Regions from separate parts of the Mus musculus genome. Here region 1 is linked to region 2. Evidence: chromatin contacts called from public promoter capture Hi-C data. All regions are on one chromosome and are shown on one strand. The core of a region is the stretch at or near the end of the contact, and the rest is flanking DNA. Distances in the headings are between cores, read along the strand shown.

Evidence for each region. Promoter capture Hi-C pulls out the DNA fragments that hold promoters and counts their contacts.
Region 1: a promoter capture Hi-C map of pre-B cells shows a contact between it and region 2, with 3 times the contacts expected there. The contact joins the promoter of A230056P14Rik here to the promoter of Etfb in region 2. A contact is called at or near these places in 2 of 39 promoter capture datasets (liver and pre-B cells).

Annotation. Positions count from the first base shown.
Region 1 is chr7:55,959,924-55,966,212 of GRCm38.p6, reverse strand. It overlaps A230056P14Rik (RIKEN cDNA A230056P14 gene), which reads right to left and starts at 3,682. Exons shown (of 6, transcript NR_015495.2): 1 at 3,541-3,682. Nipa2 (non imprinted in Prader-Willi/Angelman syndrome 2 homolog (human)) reads left to right here and starts at 3,720. Exons shown (of 7, transcript NM_001256130.1): 1 at 3,720-4,013; 2 at 4,641-4,761.
Region 2 is chr7:43,440,925-43,447,511 of GRCm38.p6, reverse strand. Etfb (electron transferring flavoprotein, beta polypeptide) reads right to left here and starts at 3,440. Exons shown (of 6, transcript NM_026695.3): 1 at 3,308-3,440. The coding sequence starts at 3,364. It overlaps Cldnd2 (claudin domain containing 2), which reads right to left. Exons shown (of 5, transcript NM_028849.1): 2 at 5,698-5,879; 3 at 5,206-5,346; 4 at 4,542-4,661; 5 at 4,192-4,295. The coding sequence starts at 5,866. The coding sequence ends at 4,222.

The sequences.
Region 1 (6,289 bases), core at 2,433-4,932, about 13 Mb before region 2:
CGTTTTCAACTACCACAGATTTGGGGGTTTATAACAACACAGGTTGGTTTCTAGGCTCTGGAACCGAAAGTTCAATTCAGGTTTTATTCTGGTTATGGAAACATTACATCCTTTCAAAGGCCCCTCTTATATATCAGAGTGTGCCTGTTTAGAGTCTGTCTGTTCTTCCTGCCTCTTTCTAAATTTTTTTTAAAGCTTTATTTAATGTGTTTGAGTGCTCTCTCTGCATGTACACCCATGTGTCAGAAGAGGGCATCAGATCATATTACAGATGGTTATGAGCCACCATATAGTAGCTGGGAATTGAACTCAGGACCTTTGGAAGAGCAGCCAGTGCTCTTAACCACTGAGCCATCTCTTCAGCCCTTGCTGCTTTCCTTTATCTGTGACCATTCTCTGAAGAAAAATATGATTTTTTTCTTCAGTTCTGTGCTTTTGTGATAATATAACACACAAAAAAACCTATTTATTAGCCGCACTTTAAAAAATACTGTTTTAAGTCCAGACGTTGTGGTGCAGGCTTTTAATCCTATCACTCAGGAGGCAGAGGCAGGTGGATCTCAGTGAGTTCAAGGCCAGCCTGGTCTACAGAGCAAGTTCCAAGACAGCCAGAGCTACATAGAGGAACCCTGTCTTGAAAAACAAAACAAAAAAATACTATCTGCCGGGTACAGTAGTGCATGCCTTTAATCCCAGAGTTGGGGAGGCAGAGGTGAGTAGATCTCTGTGAGTTCAAAGCCTGGTGAGTTCTAGGATAGGTATAGCTACCTAGTGAGAATTGGTCTCAGAAAACAAAAGCAAACAAAAAACTACTATGCATCTTGACTGGTTTTGTAGAAGTGACAAACAGGATTTAATTGCTTTATTGAGGTATAATTGGCACATAAGAGGTTGTAATCATCTAGTGTGTTTTCTTGGTTAGGATTCCATTGCTGTGAAGACGCACCATGAATAAGGCAGCTCTTATAAAAGACAGCATTTAATTGGGGCAGACATGGTGCTAGAGAAGGAGCTAAGAGTACATCTTGATTCAAAGGCACTGAGAAGGGTACTCTCTGTGCACTGGGTGGAGCTTGCATATCTGACCTCAAATACCACCACCACAGTGACACCTACTCCAACAAGGCCACACCTCCTAATAATAGGCCAAGCATATTCAAACCACCACAAGCATATCATGCAGTGTATGTGATGAAAGTCACATCAGGAACAAAACTGAAAACAGTCGTTATGCCAGTTTCCTTTGGGTCCTTGAAACCTGCTTTTCTTGCCCCTCCGTGCCCACACCATCACTTTTTGTCACTATGTGCTACTTCCTAGTCCCTAGATTTTCTTTTCCAAGATTTATTATTATTTATGTGCATTGATGTGTTTGCCTGCATGTTTGTCTGTGCAAGGGTGCCAGATCCTCTGGAACTAGAGTTACACTGGTGAGCTGCCATGTGGGTGCTGGGAATCGAACCCTGGTCTTATGGAAGAGCAGCCAGTGTTCTTACCAGCTGAGCCCTCTCTCCAGCTCCCATTTCCTTTTAATTCTCTTAGCCAGATATTTTATGTACAAGGAGAGGCTGGCTTTCACTTCTCAGAGACTCAGTCATTTTATAGCATCTATCAGTAGTTCACTTCGTTTTATTACTGGCTAGTTTCCCACTCACATTAGGCTATTTGCGATGTGTACAGGTGTGCTTGTTGTCATTGCAAATATAACCGCTGTAGCTATAGAATATTTATTTACAATTTCTCTCATGCTTATATGAATGTTTTCATTTCTTTTTGATAGATAACTTAAACAGTTGGGTCATATGGTTGTAGTATGTTTAGCTTTTTTTTTTTTTTTGAGACACCATCTGTCTATATAGCCCTATCTGTCCTGGAACTTCCTGTGTAGACCAGACTGGGTTGAACTCTGCCTTCTAAGTGCTGGAATTAAAGGTATCTGCTACCATGTTTAACTATATTCAACTTTTGTAGAAGCTGTCAGTCCATTTCCCAAGGTTGTGCTAGTTTAAATTCCATCAGGAACATATGAGAATTACAATATTATTTAACTTTTCTTTTGTTTTGTTTTCCTTTGGAAACAATGTCTCACGCTGTAACCAAGCTTCCCTGAAAATGTGTATGTAGCTCAGGCTAGTCTTCAATTTGTGGCAATCCTGCTGTTTCTGTCTCCTAAGGGCCTACAAAAATTAGATTTTAAAACTTTAAAGGTACCCATGATCACTGCTTGAACAGTCACACAATATTAGATATGGAACATTATGACTTAGAAAAATGATTTGCGCATTTAAGGAGCCCGCAGCATACTAAATAGGCACTCACACACACACACACACATACACACACACACACACCACACTCACTCCACTGTGTGATGTGAGTACTGGCTTGGAGGACCAGATAATGAGTGTGACAGTAGCTAAAGGATTGTAATGATGAAAGCAGATGGATGAGAAGGATCTGTACCTTGGATGTTTAGGACAATGGGGAGGAGGGAGTGAGAAGGAGGAAGGGAAGGGAGAGGGAGGTGCCACAAGATAATTCTCTACCACGGTTAAATTACAATGCTGATCCCACATACGGCACACACCTGTTCAAATGAACCAACCAGTGCCTTTATGATAATCAACAGGTCTTTGGAGATGTCTGTTGCCATCTTTATCAGTTAAGTTATTGCTGCCTATCAATTTAAACCAAAATGAGGTGGCAATCACTTATTCTTTCTTTTAGGCCGATGGGTCAGTGGGGCAGTTTTGCTGATGTGAACCAACCTGACCCTTGCCAGCAATTCTGAGTTAGCCAGGAAGGAAGTCAGTATGGTGGCTTTGTTCCTGGTCTACATTGTACTACATTTGTTCTCCATTATTCCCTCCTGCCCACCAGTCCGGGCTTCTTATCAAGTTTCATTGCATTTTTCTTTGCTCAATACCATTCCCCCAGCCAATGCAGATTCAGGGAGAGTGGAGATGCAGGTACTGTAAAATTTGTGGACACATGGAAAGGTGGAAAAATTGGAGTCATTCTGTATTTACCTGATCATCAAAGTCCCACTTGCATGTCATCTAGAAATTAGCCTACCCTAAAAATTGAGCAAAATAAGTCCTCAAGAGCCAGTTCTAAGACACTTGGGTATCTGGTTGTCAAGTTCACAGCAGAGTAGCTTTTAAATTAGCTACTTAGCCACTCCCTCAATGTTTTAGACCATCACGTCCAAAGCATTAGCATAGGAGATAGGAAAACTACAGTGCTGTTTTTAATGTTTCAATAAATGTATAATTCATTTTACAAGGATCTCCCTCCCAAACACACCCAAACAAATGTTCTTGGAGTAACATATCCTGTAAACAAGGATTTTCAGCAGCCTTCAATGGTCTTTTCAAAGCAAAAGCAGCCGAGAAAAAGCTATTACTTTGTTTCCTGTGCATCTCGTGGAAAAGATCTCTTGTCCAAATCACAAGGTCCTCCTCCACAAGCTTTACTGTCTCTTCCCTGGAAACCTGCCTCCTTGTCCCGCCCACTTCCGCCCTTTGCGGTCAAACCCACCTCCTCCATCCCAAAGGTCCCACGTGAAGACTCCCAGGAAATCGGATTTTAAATAACAGGGCTGGATTTTTGATGAGTAGGTGAGCAAAGATGACCTTAGAAGGTACGGCTCCTCCGGCTCGCTGTCAGGGCGGGGCGAAGAGCCTTGCGGAGGCGGGGCCTGAGCTGTGCCTGCCCAGCGCGCGCGGTTTACGTCACTAGTCTGCGCCCAGGTTTCCCGGCAGGTTCTCGGCGGCTCTTCTGGTGCTGGCCGCGGTGCGGCCGAAGGCTGTCCGAGGTAGGCTCCTCTCGGCTCTCCCATGGAGGAGGCGGCGCTCACTGCAGTCTCGGATGCACGAACTTCCCGCGGGACGTCGCCGGAGACGGTGGCTGTGTGCGCGCAGGAGCGAGCTGCCTGCGTGGGGGTCTGAGCGGGCACCGGGGTCGCGTCCCGGAGGGAGCCGAGTCGCCCGCCGGCCTGCGACGGCCCTAAGGTAGCTACTTCCTGTAAGCGAGCTCCAGGGCGGAGCTGCGGGCTGTGTCGGCCGCCTGAGGTCGGAGAAGGGCCCCGGGGCGACTTGCTTTTTCGCGTGTTCTGGGGTGGACGCAGCTTCCCTGGTGATCCGCAGTGAGTCGGATTGATTGCCATTCAATCCGGCAGAAGTCTGGCTGGTTGGCCCTGTCCGGTCGCGTACTCGTTAAGTTCTGCATATCAGTTTTATTTGCCTTCGTGAGTTTTCAGAAGATGGTTTCGGCTTGCTGTAACGTTTTGAGCTTGCTTGACTCAGTTCCCTGGCACTTAATAGGGTTTACACAAAATGCAGGGTTTGGGGTTCCTGCTTCTTTGATTTCTCTACGATAATGGCAAGGCATTTAGTTTAGGAGTGGTCTTGAGTGCAGTTTCTTTAGATTCTATATCATGTGCCCGTTTGATACCATATTAATTATTTTTAAAGTTAAAAGAGGAAGTCTGAGATTTGACGTTTTTCATTCCAGTAAGCTGTATGTAGAAGCTCTTACAGTACTTACTAAGTGAAAGAACAGGAAGGCCAGTAACTATATATCTAAGTATTTAGTAATTTTCTGTCCTTTCACCTACTTCCATATTTTCTTCTTTCCAGGGTGGAACTACTCTGCCGTGGTTAAATACTTTAAATGGGAATAAAGGATAGCGTTTCCAAGAAAATGAGAATGAATAAATCATCTCTGTTTTTTAAAAGAAAGACCATATTAAACTTACATGTAAGTTAAAATTTTAATTTCTAACAGTATTGCTAAGTTAGATCGGAGATTAGGTTCTGTAGTATTTTTTTGTTTGGTTGTTTGGTTGTTTTTTGTTTTGATTTTTATAGAGACAGGGTTTCTCTGTGTAGTCCTGGCTGTCCTGGAACTCACTCTGTAGACCAGGCTGGCCTCCTCTGCCTCCCTAGTGCTGGGATTAATGGCATGCGCCACCACTGCCCGGAGGTTCCTGCCCACCTCTTGTCTAGCTTGTCTTGTTGAGTCAGTAAACTTTAGGTTGATTGAGAGGCCCCATCAGGAAAAATAAGGTGGAGAATGACTGATAATGTTGTTTTCTTTAGTTTTTCACAGATACGGGAAATACCACTACTAGGTGTGCACACACAAGAAAAATGAGCTAAACCTGAAGCTGAGACTGCTATAAGCTTTAGATAGTAGTAAACATTATGTAGAAGTAGACTTAAGAGCTGAACTTTTACAGCCAGGTATGGTGATACAAGCTTGTAATTCCAGCACTCCGGAGGCTGGGACAGGATGATTTCAAGATCAAGGCCAGCCTGGACTCCATAAGGAGACCCTTCAGTTCTAACATTTTAAGATGATATGGCAGTCAGGATTAGTAGAGCCAATCTCTTTTCTGAGTGATCCTCTCATGAGTGCCTAACATTCTGAGATGTGTTTTCTGTGGCTGTCAAGGAGAAATAACACTATCCTCTGATATTGTTTGAAGTGGTAGCCCTTTGATGTAAGGAAAGCAGTTCTACTGACTTTGAAGCTCTGTGAAGATATAAAATGAGTCACATATGATTAAATAGTACCCAATTTTTTTCTATAGAAAATATAAAAAGCTTTACCTAAATCTGACTTATTTGAGGGCATTTGTTGTGGTAGACACAAGAACTCTGTAGAGCGACATGACATGTGATGGTGGGTTGAAGAGAGACTTGCATCAAAGGATGCAAAGTAACAGGTATATAGAGTAAGTTGTGAGATTTAATGTATAACATGAAGGTTATAGTTAGTAAAAATTGTATTAGAGACTTTAAAACTCCCTACTTGACAAACTAAAGTTCTACATACTTCTTTATTGTAGAACTAAGCACATATCTCAGATTAAAACATTCCCAGCTATAACATTTTGTATATAGCTAGTTGTATTGATTTTGTATAGATAAATTTGAAATTAACACTTGTATAAAGTTCTGTGAGGACTTTAAGTAAGAATAAATGGATTGCAGGTGTGTTCATATTTTTTGGCTTTGTGTCTTGCTTATAGGGCTCCTGTGTGGTCTAACATGTAATGTTGGAATGTTACTCTACTGTGGTATCTCACATAACTTTGCTCACTTAGACTCAACCATAGTAATCTTTCCTTTCCCAGAAAACAGCATACCTGCTCTTAAGTAGAGCCTGCGTTTATAGTGCCACTTTGTTCTTTTTCCATCCCTTTCAAGTCTGCGCAGTGTTACCTCATCAAGGCCTCCTCCCTTAGCGCCTTAGTGTGCATTATTTTTCACCATGGCATTTA
Region 2 (6,587 bases), core at 2,191-4,690:
AGATCAGATGCCCTCCCCTGGCCTCCAAGGGCAATACATGCAAATACTGCACATAACACATTTACAGGCAAACATTCATACATATAAAACAAAAATAATCTTAAGGGTCATTTATCAGTGGGGTGAACCATTCTGATGCCCGCAGCCTGAGACTGTTTCCACGGTGAACACATCAGACAACTGTTTCCCCCAGAAGATCTCAAATTCCAGAATGCCCATTAAAAAAGTGATACTGGTTACATGGCAGGAGAGTGGGCGTGGAACTGTAGGGCCTCTGAGCACCATGATCTTCAGCAAAGGATCACAAGGCCTCAGAAAAATGATCTGAGAACAAACATCATGAGGAACTGGGTGATACCAGGAACACTGAGGTGGGTGAGAGACTTGGTTCAGTCTGCAAGGAGCTGCCAGTCTGGAAATGGGGGTGCAGGTGGCACACTGGGGTAAACAAGAAGACTACAATATACTCTGGAAAGGGCTTACAGGATAAGATTCGGGGGGAGGGGGGACCTCAGGAGAGAGGAGATTCATTCAATGTTGATGTAATCAATTGGTCACAATTGTCAAGACAGGAAAAGGATGTTAGAGAGTACAGCAGAAAGGACACCAAAGCAAAGGAATCAATTGACAGAGTACAGGCTGGAGGTTTGGAAGCAGAAATGGGAGGAGAAGGTCCCAAGACCTAGAAGGTCCCCAGCCATAGATGGCTGAACCAAATAACCAAGGGTCCCAAAGCCAGCCTGAGAAGGTGGGACTTTGTATGGAGAGTGATGGGGAGCCAAGACAAGGTCAGCCCTGCATGTAGGAAGTCCCCGAGGCTGGATGAGAAAGTGCTGGAGGGGAAAGCCCAAGATCTCAGGGGGAGGCTAGGGTTAGGCTGTAGGTGAGACAGGGGTTAATGGGATAGGGCCTGGGGTCAGAAAGGAAACAGTGCTGTATAAGGTTTGGGGCTGGGAACTGACAGTCCGTGGGTTCTGACATTGAGTGTTAGGAGAAAAGATGGTACCTAAGTCTGGCCCAAGTAACCAGATGATGAAAAGATGGTATCAGGAGTCAGGGTAGCAAGGTCTGACTCACTGCCTTTCTCAAAGAGGGTATCATCAGACACTGGATGTGAAGTAGGAAGCTTGCACAGTGTGAGAGGGAAGTGCCATGACCCTAAGAAAAGAGGACACCATGCCGTATTCACCTTTAAGCTCTCGGTTCATACTGGAACACAGCCTAGCTGACCATGGGCCAAGCTTTGCACTAGGAGGCGCTGGGATTAGAGTTCATTCAAGGTGGTGAGGGTACTGGGTACGGGGTTGCAGGCCCAGCATCAAAGCCAGTTGAGAGGTTGAGGATGTAGAGTCTGAGGCCAGCCTGGGCAATTAAACGCCTCAGAATAAGATGTAGAGACCCAGGAGTGATAGTAGACAGCTGTAATCCCATCACTCAGGATGTAGAGGCAGGAGGATCAGGAGTTCAAGGCTATCCTCGACCTCTTAGTGAGTTCCAGGCCAACCTGGACTAAATAAGACTGTCTCTAGGGGCTGGGGAGATAGTTCAGTAGTTAAGAACACTTGGTGCTCTTTTAAAGGACCCAGGTTCAGTTCCTGACACACCCATCAGGCAGCTCACGATTACCTATAACTGGCTTCAGGGTTTGCTAATGCTCTACTCCAGCTTGCAGGGGCACCTATACTTCTTCTATGTGCATATCCACACACATAGGCCTAATTAGAGGAGACTGGAGAGATGGCTCAGTGGGTAAGAGCACTTCCAGGGGACCTATGCTATGGACATCGTAGCTCACAACTGTCTGTAAACACTAGCCCCAGGGTATTGGACACCTTCACGCATGCATGCATGCAAGCAAAACATCCATGCACATAAAATAAAAATAAATAATAAATCATTTTAGAAATTTAAATTATAATAAAAATACCTTGTCAATAATAATAATAATTTTAAAAATAAAATGGAAAAAGACTGGAGCTATAGCTCAGTGGTGCTGGTCTGGCCTAGCACTTGGAAGGTCATGGGCTTAATTCCCATCAACACACACACACCCAAATAAATAAATAAATAAACAAACAAATTAATGGTGGTTGAGTTGCCCACAAACCCACATGTATCTCAATAAACCTGGAAGCACCATCTCTGTCACAGGCTGTTAGAAGCCACCTCAAGCCAACCCGTTTTCTCTCTAGCAAACAGGCAGAGAGTCAGACTTGCCCAGACTCCTGATTCTTGCTGCTTACCCAGCTTGGGGGCAGGGGGCAGGCATCTGGCAAGTAACAGGGCCTCCACGGGCCTGGGTTTCCTCAACCACCCTGTTCGATTGAGAGTACAGAAGCTGTACAAAGGGATCAATCTCTGTACAGGAATTATATCTGCTGGTGCTTTGTGCCGACTTCCATGTGTGCTGTCTGGGTCATGGACATTAAGTCTGAGTCTGTCTCCTGAATCCTTCTTGTCTCATTCCTCAACTGCGGTACGTAGATGGTGGTATTAAATGATATAGCCCGTTTTTACCTATCTCAGAGGGTCTCTTGGGTGCATCTTCCTTATGCTAGGAAATTTGAAGGACACAAAGGGGGATCACAGGACAATGGGGACAGACAAACATGAATTGCCACCATCTTTTTTTCAGTACAGATTAGGCTAAGCATTGAGAGACTGGCCTGGGAACCCAGTCTGATTCAATGCTGGCTACAGCAGCTTCTCTCTGAGGAGAACCCAGGGCCTCAGGGGTGCTGCCCTCAGACTGCTCACGGACACTCCAAAGTCTTAGTTAAGCTGGCTCCTTTGAACTTGCTTCTCCAGCAAGCACAGGTCTCCTTCCCTTCCTAAATAAAAAACTGTCGACAAGCATCCCATGGCTATATGGGTGAGGCGCTTTCTGAGTCCCATGGAACCAGATGGCTCTCCATGTGGCTGTACATTTAGAGCAGACAGTGCAGCCTGCAAGGTAATGAGTGATGAAACCGCAGGCCCCACATAGAATTCTCTATTCTGATTCTCTCTTGCTAAGTGCCAGTTTTGTGCCTCAGTTTCTCCACGTGTTAAATAGGGACCATGACTCCTCCAGCCCACAGTTATCAAGGGACTGAGAGAGAGGGGAAAAGGGTCGTCACCTCAGAAGGATCTGATTGTCAAAATCTCACAGCCCTTGATTTTTGCTCCAAGTATGACTGACGTCGGGTCAAAGGGCAATAGAAATTGACTTTTGAAAGGTTCTCTTATGTGGGGCACGCTCCTGCTCTTGGACGTTCATAGCTGCGGTCTCAGGGTGCTGGGACCTAGTCGGGGTGGGGAAAGTCACCTTCACAGCGAAGTCGATGACCCTCTTGACAGCCACGAGCGCGCGCAGCTCCGCCATCTTCCTGCAGCAGTCACTGGCCGGGTCAGGTTGCTCCTAATCCAGATAGTCACACACTCCGCCCCGTATCTGTCTCTGCGCCTGCGCGCCGCAACACCGACCAATCAACCGTCGCACAACTCAGAAAAAGCCAATAGGAAGCGGAATTCAGGGAGAGGCGGGGTCCACGGCGGACCGCTGGGTGGAGGGGGCGTTGCACAGAAGTAGGGGAAAGGGCATTCCTAGGAGTGAAGTTTGCTGAGGGCTTATTTATCCTAATGCTCTCCTCGTAACTCCTGTTGTCCCCAGATCTGCAATTCACTTCTAGATCCCTCCTTTCTCAGCACTCCAAGCCCCCATGTCTGTGTTCCCACGCGCACCCTGTGCCTTTTTTCCTACGCCCCCAAGGCCTTCCTTCACTTGCTTGCCGCCGCATTCTTTCTGCAGATTCCCTCCTTATCCTTGCGTCTACACTTTACTTCCTTGTGATTTTCCCGTGTCCGCTCATCCCCACCTCCTCCCGCGACTGCGTGCTTTATGACTCTCCCGAGTCCCATATTCTCTCCCCGTGCATTCCCCGGGTGCGCTCGTCCCCGCCCCTTCTTCTACGCCTACATCCGCTAGGACTACCCGGTGTCAGCTTGTCCCTACACCCTCTCCCTGCTTCCGCATCTGCAAATCCCCAGGGTACACACCTCGTTACAGGGTTCAAGTCTCCGTTCCTACCCTCCCACATTCCTTCTGACCTCCTTAACTCTCTACAAGCCACTTTATCCGTGTCTCTGTAGTCTCCAAGCTTCTGTCTCTACGTTCCGCAGAAAAGCACGCAGGGGCGAGGCTAAAAGCCATTCCTTTATTCTGCCCCAGGCAGGCCGCATTCATAGGCATACCGGGAATCCGCTGATGGCTTCGGTGCTCTGCAAGATCATGTCGGCAAGCAGAAAGCAGAAGCCTGGCAGGAAGGGAGTACAGAGCCCGGGGAAGGAAGGTGGGCTATGGGGCGGATGATCTGGCCTGCCTGGGAGCTAGGGATGGGGGTTCCAAGGGCGTTTCCATCGGGTGTCTTGGAGTGCAGGGGCGGGGAAGTCACTGGAAGTTATTGTGGACTTTGCTAGGAAGAATAGGTGACTGGGAAGTTTCTGGGGAGGGGAGTCCTCTAGAGGGGTAGTCTCCACCCTCTTCCCCTCGTGCTGGTTACCCGCAATAAACAAGAAGGGTAAAGCCAACCATCCGAAAAAGTAGGACCAGGAGAAGAAGACTTCTGGCTTCCAGGCATTCTTTGAAGTGTATACGGCCAAGGCAATCAGCAGCAGCAACCCTGGGCCACGCCCACCCGTCAGGTGAGCGTGGCCAGGTAGAAGCTGCACCCAAGCCCACCCCTCAGAACTGCCCTTGTCTCTGACTTATCAAACCACGCCCAGCTTCCCTTTGGCTTCACCTTCGTGGGCTTCTTGCTCCTCCTCTTTTCTTTTTTTATTAAAAATAGATTCTTCCTTTATACAATCTATCCCGACCACAGTTTCCTCTCCCTCAACGTCTCCCAGCTTCCCTCATCTCCCCTCCCACACTTCCTCCTCTTCAGAGTAGAGTAGGTCTCCAAGAGAGGACAGTCAAACAGGACAAAAAGAGATACAAGGAGACAAGGCAAAAGCCCACGGAGGATGGGCAAGAGAACGCAACAGGAGGCGAAGAGTCCCAAGAGCAGAAGAAAAGAGTCAGAAACATCCCCACTGTCAGCTGCCCCCTGGCCCCTCCCATTTCTAACCATGGCAGTCAAACTCTCTCGGCCCAACTCCTTCAGAATTGCCACCACCACCAGCACCACCACCACCCCTCCTACATAGGGGTGACTGCCTTCTCACCGCTGAGGAAAAGTAAGACAATGGTATTCTGGCTACGTCGTGACTCTGCCTCTCGACACTGAATCCTTATCCCGATCCCCAAAGCTACAATACTGAAGGTTGCTGCCAACACCATGCACGCTGCGGACACTGCCACGGTGTCTGGAGAGACAGGGTAGCATCAGCTAGACGCCTTGGTGCCATGAAAGAACATCCCTGGGCTCTTCTGGCCATCCTCACCCCTACACACACACACACACACACACACACACACACACACACACACACACACACCATGAGTATCTAGAGCTCATCTGACTGCATTTTGGAAACAGGTGTTCCTATGGGAACGGAGGACTTGGTAGGGAGAGGACAGCAAGGCAGGCCTGGGGAGAAAGAGCCTTTGGGTAAAGGACATCTGGGTCTGCGCCTGGTATGGAAGGCCCATCTGGAGCTAGGGGTAGGGGTGGGCTCTGGAGTGTGGTCTGATATAGAGGCAGGTGAAGGTCTCACTCTGGCAGGGGATGTTGGAGCATTTGCCATGGGTACACTCCTGCCATAGGCCACTGTGCCCCCCTTGCTGTCGGGTCCAGTAGTTGGTGGTAGTAGACAGTACTGTGAGGATGCTGCTCAAGAGATTAAGTAAATTCCCTCCAGTCTGAAGGCTCTTCTTCACCCCCATGCCAAGGAGGCAGCTGCCAAGGACATCACAGGTACGACTGGCTCACACCTCTCGTTAGGAGGAAGCTCTTCCACGCCAGAAGGCCTCCCCCCCACCCCCCGCCCCCCAAGCACTCTTGCCTGGCAACCTCAACGTCCCCAACAGCAGCCACTTGCCTGGGATCCTAGCCTCAGTGAGGCTGAGGCAAGACATCACAAGCCCAAGGGCAGGCCATGAGTAATGTAATGAGTTCTGGGCCAGGCAGACTACAGTGTGAGAGCCTATCTCAATTAAAACAAGCAAAACAATACAAAATAAAAGAGGAGCAAGGAAGGTAGCTTAGTAGTAGAGTGATTGCCCAGCATGCACACGGCCCTGGGCACATTCCTTAGTTTAATATAAAACCGTCATGGTGGGGCACACGTGTCATCCCAGCACTTGGGAGATAGGGGCAGAAGGATTAGAAGTTCAAGGTCATTTTTCACTTACATAGTGAATTCAAAGCCAGTCTGGGTTATGTGAGACTCTCTCAAACAAAACAAAAAATTTCCCAATATCCCCTCACCCCATGCTACTGGCCTCTTCCTCAGCTACCTTGCCTAAGAACTTATGACCCCCCTCTAAGAGACTCAGTTCTCCAAGTGTCTCCATCCCCATCTCCACCTCAGGCCTAGTGACTAACTTTCAGGCATTTTCTTCCTCAGTGAGGAAGGTGGCCCTATTGGCCCCAGTGCCCCCCCCA